Regions from separate parts of the Pan troglodytes genome. Here region 2 is linked to region 1. Evidence: chromatin contacts called from public HiChIP or PLAC-seq data. All regions are on one chromosome and are shown on one strand. Each heading gives the region's core, a stretch centred on a gene start, on an enhancer-like site or on the middle of the called end of the contact. The rest is flanking DNA. Distances are from core to core; before and after follow the strand shown. Region 1 holds the start of PRRX1 (paired related homeobox 1). Region 2 holds the start of GORAB (golgin, RAB6 interacting).

Region 1 (3,794 bases), core at 331-2,830:
TGCGCCCCTCACTCACTGTCCTGCTGCGGGGTGTCGCTGCCGCTGGTGAGTCCCGGCGACTCCAGCAGGCTCCGGCCAGCCTCGCCCACGTTCTCATCCGCCTGTGCCGCCACCATGTCCCCGGCTTCCTCCAGGTCTAGCAGGTGACTGACGGAGAAGTTCTTTTTCGCCTGCAGGGTGTCGAGGTTGCCCGGGCTGTCCAAGCGGCCGCCCAGCGCCGGTTGCCGCTCCAGAACGTGCCCGTAGCTGGAGGTCATGGTCTCCCCCACCGATCCCACCCACCCCCCTCTTCCCGCTCGAATCAACACCAAACGCTGTGGGCGCGAGGGGGGAGAGGAGCCGAGTGGGGAAGAAAGAGGGGGGTAGTGGAGAGAGAGAGAGAGAGAGGGAGGAAGAGGGAGGGAAGGAGAGGAAGGCCAAAAAAAAAAAAAATTGGAATAGAGGGCGGGGGACCCCCTTCTGTAGAGCAGAGCGTTCTGCACCAGCCGCCTTCCGCAGCCTTGGTTGCTTTCCTGAGGCCAAGTCCGGCGCGGTCCAAAGAGATAATCCACACTAAAATACAATATTAAAAAGTCACCCTATGTTCAAGTCAGGAGAAAAAAATCCCTTCCAACTCTCCAAAAGTGTCCACACGCACAGACTAAAAATAATAATAAGGGGGAGAGAGGAAAGCGGAGGCCAGCAGGGCGGGGGAGTTAGGCAAACAGAAGAAGAGAGAAGAAGGGGTGGGAGAGAAGAATCAAAGTGAATGGTTTTTTTAAAGGTTAAAAAAGTTATTCCCAGGCAAGAGTTCAAGCACCAACAGAAGAAGGCTTGTTCCAGCTTTAAAACATCTTCAAGAAAACGTGTTCCCCCCTCTCTGCACTCCTGTGGATTCTCAGGAGTGACTAAAGTTTCAGGAGGAGAGGGTGATGTCTTGCAGATGTATTAGAGAGCAGGATTCTCACTTTACTTTTTGTAAAGAGTAAAAAAAAAAATTAAGAATTAAAAAAAAAAAGGCTTCAAGAGTCCGACGGAGGGTGCTGGTGGGTTCCCCCCTTTCCCTTCTCTCTCTCCCCCTCTTCTTGCTGGGCTCCTTTTTCCTTCTCAGTTGGATCAAGAAGCTCTCTGGCACTTCAAAAGGCACAAACTGGCATGCAGAGGAGGCTTTGTAGGGAATACAAGAAAATTGGAGACCCCTGGGAGGGCAGATCTCGACTTAATAGGAGCCTGTAATTACGTGGCAAAGCCTTTGTGCTGTGCCTGACGTTTCACAGACCCCCTTTCTCCATCACAATCTCCTTCTTCCTCCTTTCCCTGGGACCAAAAAACAGTCTGATTAAGAAAACCCCCTTTGCCAACATCAGAGTTAGAGAGAAAGGGAGAGGGAGGGAGCAAGAGAGAGGGAGGGAGAGAGGGAGGGAGGGAGGAAGGGAGAGAGAGAGAGAGAGAAAGAGAGAAGAGAAATGAGAGAGGGAAGAGAGCAAGAGAGCCCCTTTGGATTTCTAAAGGTCTAATTATCATTCCCCTGCAATAATATCACGGGGAGAAAAGACAAACTGAAACTCACAGTCACTTCAAACGTGCTGATTATTTTGCTTCGGCATTAACTCCTCCAGATTTGTTTAAGATCCTGTTGGAAAATCTCATTTGCATGTTTTGATAACAGCTGTGGGGAAATTTGGAAAAAATCCACCACCATCACAATCAAATTTTCTTCTCCTTCTGCCTTCCCCCAAACCGCCCCCCCCCAAAAAAAAAAACATTTTCTGCTGTTCTAACAGTTTGGGGCGGAGTACAGGGAGAAAGTAAGCATATTAAGGCTATTTTTGGTTCCGTAGAGGGAGCCTATTAAATAATGTAATAAAAATAACAAGAGGGATGATAATAGGAAGTTCTCTCACGCCTCTCGCAAGGACTAAAGGCAGGTTGGGGAGATCCAGAGGGCACCGAGTTTATTTGAGGCTTTCCCCGCCATTAGGCATACCAGGACTAGGGCAATGAGAAAAGTACGTGTTTATTAAACTGGAAGAAAGGACTCCAAATATATATTATAATCTTTCTCCCTACCCCCGCCAATTTTGTAACTTCTACTGTAAGGCCAAAGTTGCTTCCCCAGGCGAGGACGCTAAACCCAGAGGGTCCCGCTGCCCAGATTCCTTGGAGCAGGCAGGAGCACTCCCAGAGGCAGGAGTTGGGGAGGCTTCCGTGCGGTTCTGCGTCCAGCCTGGCTGTGGTGGCAGGAGGACAGAGAGGGGCGGAGGAACCCCCATCTAAGTCTACGGATAATCCTCTGTCGTCCGTCTGCGGAGCCCTAACCTGACAGAAGACAGAGAGGTGCTGAGCAGTTTTTTCATGACCTGTTGGAATTTGGTAACAGCTTTAACAGTCTCATTAGAAATGAGTTACTGTATGACGACTAAGTAAAATATTAAGTGCTTATTTGTGGCGTTTTATGTTCTTTAAACGCGCACTCACACACACACACACACACACACACACGCATCTGTACTCCCGCACTCCCTTGATTGCTAGACTTTTTTTTTTTTCTTCCTATAGTCAAGAGGCTCGACTGGAGAGAAAGAAGGGTACGAGTGTGTGTAAATGGTTTCTGGGCTCCAAACGGCCATAGTTAGCCCAGAACTTCCAGCCCTGATCTGGGAAAAGAACATTTGATGCCATCAAAGGGCTGCAGATTGAAACCAGATGTGCTCGCCTCGGTTCTTTCCATGCATTTAATTAAGGAGCTGGGATGGAGGAGACTTTTTCATCATTAGTCCACCCACTCCCCCCTCCTCTCGGCGGTCCTTCGCCCTCCCCCCACTCTCCCCGCCCCCACCCCCATCCCTTGGCCGCTCGAACCCCCGACCGGGAGCCCAGAGCCCTGCCAGCGCCGCACTGTGCGCCGCGCACGTCGCTCGATCTCCCCAGCGGTACCGGCTCTAAGCAGTAAACATCTGTGCGCTTCTGAGCCAGGGACGCGCGTGGGGGGTGGGCGTGCACGCGGGTGGGCCAGCGCAGAGTGGGAGCTTGTGGGTGCTTTCCGTCGGGATTTCCAACTCAGCTGCCTCCGAGAGCCTAAGCTGAGCGCCGCACGTGCTCGTGCCATCTGCTGTACTGGACGCAGTCTAATAGCGCAGAGAGGTTTCCATCCGGCATCCAGTTCGATGTGGGCCGTTTTTCCCTTCCCAGCGGTCTGTCCTTGGAGCTGATTAGTCTCCCCAAAACCTCCCTAGAAATAGAGCAGCTCCTCGCCTCTCCCTCCTTTCGCACTCTCTATCCTCATTTACAGAGTTGCGTTTTAACGTTGCTGTTTTTCCCCTACACAGACCCAATTGCCCGTCGTGACAAAGGTGTGGGTAAGGGCTGGGGACTTTTGGCACCCCCAAGACACGATGTTCCCCCTAAAGATCCAGCGTCTTCAGTCATTTAGGGGGTCAGCGTCCTCAGATCGCCCTTTCGAGGAAATTGCCTTATCCGGGTGAATGGTCAATATGGTTGGGGAGCGAGGAATAGCCACAAGCAAGAGAGTTTATAGATGGGCATCCGGAGGCATACGCAGTCGTCTCCGCTGATATTCGGACGCATTCTCTAGAGGGACCGGGCGCTTCTTGAAAATCACCCACTTGTCATTCGTGTTAATATCAACCAGTACCACCAATACCAACTAGGATGCTAACGGTTTCAAGAAAAACACCGCACACATTTACTAATTTATGGACTATATATATATTATATAATATACATAATGTATAATATGAATTTCTATGTGCAATATTTTCCCCAAATGTCTTTCAGACTGATGGCTCAGATAC
Region 2 (3,794 bases), core at 896-3,395, 130 kb after region 1:
TAGCCCGCTAGATGAGTATACCACAATTTATTTATCCATTCCCTTGTTAATGGACACTTTGGTTGTTTCCAACTTCTTAATATTATAAACAAGACTATTAACAACGTTCTTGACCATGTTCCTCAATGCCCATACAGGGGTCTCCAGAGTACTACTGTCCTTATTTTTCCTGGCAACCAACTCCATCTTCCTAAATTATTCAATAAATTTTTAAGGATAGAGAACAGCTAGAAATGGCTTTAAAATTAAAGGGCCAAATCCTCTAATTTTACAAATAAGGAATCCAAGGAGAAAAGATTTAGAAGAAGAGCTGGAGTTCTATATGCCAATCACTGTGTTTAGCTACGGGTATACAAGGAGGTTAAGATATTTTCCGTCCTCGAGGTGGTCACGGACTAGCGATTTGGTTTCCACACTACAGTGGGCCTTGAAGTTCAGGTCCTTACCATCCTCTATCTACCCCCGGTTGCAAAGATATTTCAAAATATACTTCTACATAATGAATATGTTGTTTAATTTAGATTTTTATATTAAGTCGTCTTTACCCTGGAAAATGCGCCTCTGCTAACACACAACCTTTGTGAAATCTTCCCAAGCTCCATCCAATCCCCGGCAGAGTGAGGTTCCTCTTGTCTCTGAAGCAAGTTCTTGCAATATCTACTATCACATAACTTTGTGGTTTGTCTCCTCATGAGTCTACTGGAGTCAGACCAGAGGCCAGGGCACTTGTACCCTGTATATCAAAGTATGTGAATGGATGTTGAAAACACAGAGCAAAAGAATTTGAGTACATCAAGCAACACAGAGTCAGTTAACCACACAGCGTAGCATAACCTTTATGATAGAGTTTTTAAAGTCCCCTGGACCAGTCAAAATGTCCCCAATCGATATAATCTACATTGGCCCTATCTTACTAATTTACTTCTTTTCCCACTTGTCTGCCCTAGATTATTCTCATATTTATGCTAAAAATGCACAAGCTACCAGAGCAACATCCAATTTCCCCACAAACGCTAATAAAAGGTTTACTTCATTTGCTACCGAAATAAAGTATTTGAATTAAGGTACCAAGAGTGATGTACACTTCTTACAGAAATTGTGTGTACTACCACGATAACCATACAGATCACTGCGAAATTTCAACCACAAGCAAAGTGCAATTAATATTACTAAGTTTTCCACCAACAATCAGCAAACTTAATTCCTTCAACAAAAAAAAAATTGTACAAACCCATTCAATGATTACTCTATAAAGCCAGAGAGAGAAGCACAAGGTTAGCTTACTCCAAAGTCAGTAAGACTGTATGTATATAAACATATAAAGTCTTCACATCTACCCTCTCAAAGACCCTTTTGGTTTGCTGATTCTCAAAAATTGGGAAGTACTGCAAAAATCATCTGGCAACCAGAAGTGAATGCAACACTCCAGATGAATTGTGAAAAGTACCGAATTTTCGCCTTTATTCAGACGCCTGTGCTCCTTTTTTCCAACCATCTGCTTCTATAAATTCATCACAATTCTAATACGGTGTGCGCCCCTCCTCCTTCCCTTACCCTGACCCTAACCTTCCAACCGTTGATTCCTGCAGCAATCTTCCCTAAGGGAGACACCCCGGCTGTAGGCTCACTTCCTCTCCCAAGTCCCATTCCTTTCACAAGAGTCAAATCCCTACAGTGGATTCCTGGACCGTTTTTTCTAAAAGAAGATCCCAGTCCTCTGGCTTGCCCCTCCCGTCGTGACTCCCAGTAAGTCCTCCTCTGAAACCCCCTAATCCAGTCCACATACTTACAGCGCCTTCCGCTAACACAAACGCAGCCGCTTCCACGCCCCCTTCCCCAGCCAAAGCGGCATATCCGCCTCTTCCCCTTAAGACCCAAGAATTAAACCACTGTAAACCCATCTTGTTACCTTTAGTCTGCTTTAGTCTCCTCAGTTCCTCCTCAGAGAAGCCTGCCCAACCTTGCGCCATCGGCCCGGGCCACCGGCACCCCCAAAAGTGCCCAAATCTTGCAGCCGCGACTGCCAACACTGCTGCCCAGCGCATCCGGGTTTTTCCCCGGCCGCGGCCAATCAGTGCATCGGGCTCCAAACACAAGGCCCTCTATCCCCGGCCTCAGGGTCCGGCTTCCTTCCAGGCTGCCTTCAGCAGTGCCTGACAAACTGCCTAAGGAAACCTTGCCACGCAGACATTCGTTTCCTCTGGCTTGCTTCTACTCTCTCTGTCTCTCTCATTGTTTCTCACTGTTGCTGGTTAATCGCTTCAGGAGCTAAGGGGGGAAATGGCGATGGGGATAAGGGTGGAGATAAACAGGTATTTGGGAAGGAGCTACAAGTCGGTGGCGGAAACGGGAGATCTAAGTGCCTTTGGGGTCCTGTACCTGTGGGGCGGGAGCGGTGCCCTCTGTGGCTCTTAGTGTGCCCTAAAATCCTTGTGTTTTGCTGGGAGTGTGCACAGCGCTGGAGGCCTCCTTCAGATTAACTCAGGAAATGATCAGATTTAGGATTTTGATGATGAAGAAACATTTAAAAGGGGTGGGGTATAATTGATGAAAAGGGAACAGGCATAACCAGGTCTCTCGCAGGCCGGAGCGGCTCTCAGATTTCTTTTGCTTTGGGTTGTTTCCTTTGTGAATAATTACAATATGTAACTTTCCTCCTAAGGGATTTCTTTTTCTTTTTTTCTTACTTTTTTTTTTTTTTTGAGACATAGTTTCGCTCTTGTTGCACAAGCGGGAGTGCAATAGCACGATCTCGGCTCACTGCAACCTCCGCCTCCCGGGTTCAAGCGATTCTCCCGCCTCAGCCTCCCGAGTAGCTGGGATTACAGGCGCCGGCCACCACACCCGGCTAATTTTCTGTATTTTTAGTAGACACGGGGTTTCACCATGTTAGCTAGGCTGGTCTCGAACTCCTGACCTTAGGGGATCCGCCCGCCTCGGCCTTCCAAAGTGTTGGGATTACAAGCGTGAGCCACTGCGCCCGGCCGGGATTTCTTAAAAGTCTCCCCTTTAAATCTGTTTTTCAGAGAAGACATTGTAAAACGTCGGTGCTGGGGGATGGGAAAGCATTTCTTAGGATCCTGCCTGGAGTCCTAATACCGTAATTCGGGTTCTGCCTTGAACACTAACCTGAGATCCCGTTTCCTCATTTGAAATATGGTTGCAAAGATAAAAAGATGCAAGCGTTGTCAAAATACACATAGATAAGGATGATTCAAGAGAGACCTAGTTATACTATTTTTCATGGTTCTCTTTCACTATTTTTGCAGTAAGAACAACAAAACACCTCATCTTGGCTTACATTTTAAAATACTTTGGCTTTAGTGTGTTGATATTTTTAAACAAAATGAAAGAAAGGAGTAAAGTACAAAATAAAACAAGTCAAGAAAAGTTGAAATGAGTACTTCAGATTTAGTAAGTGATGAAAAGTGAAGGATGTTTGGAATTTCCCATGTAAATCCGAGCTTTTAAAACTTAAAGTGGTTTCTGAAATTTGGGGATGCTGCAGATGCGTCATTTTAAATATGTACTCATTTGTTATAATATTAAACAATCAAAATGCCTGGAGGAGACAGTTACCACCAGTTTCTGAATATAGACTGAATATAGACTACGTACATTCAAGTTATAGATTAACTAGCTCCAAAGTAGTAGACGGGGATCAGTGGCAATCTGGTAGTTAATTCAGTTTCCTAGTTGCAGGCAATCGCCATCTAGTTCATCCAATAACAGTAAACCACCTTGTGTGCCCCATGTTGAATTTTATACATAAATGTTCTTTAGTTCACTCTGGG

What was found. HiChIP or PLAC-seq counts read pairs in DNA pulled down with a chosen protein or histone mark.
Region 2: an H3K4me3 HiChIP or PLAC-seq map of stem cell-derived excitatory neurons shows a contact between it and region 1, with 4 times the contacts expected there. The contact joins the promoter of GORAB here to the promoter of PRRX1 in region 1. A contact is called at or near these places in 1 of 7 Hi-C or Micro-C datasets (stem cell-derived neural progenitor cells) and 1 of 1 datasets of contacts at active chromatin or transcription factors (stem cell-derived excitatory neurons).

Annotation. Positions count from the first base shown.
Region 1 is chr1:78,448,512-78,452,305 of NHGRI_mPanTro3-v2.0_pri, forward strand. PRRX1 (paired related homeobox 1) reads right to left here and starts at 1,581. Exons shown (of 5, transcript XM_003308600.6): 1 at 17-1,581. The coding sequence starts at 257.
Region 2 is chr1:78,578,822-78,582,615 of NHGRI_mPanTro3-v2.0_pri, forward strand. GORAB (golgin, RAB6 interacting) reads right to left here and starts at 2,146. Exons shown (of 5, transcript XM_001140804.7): 1 at 1,910-2,146. The coding sequence starts at 2,045. LOC104004105 (a long non-coding RNA gene) reads left to right here and starts at 1,503. Exons shown (of 4, transcript XR_010151833.1): 1 at 1,503-1,746.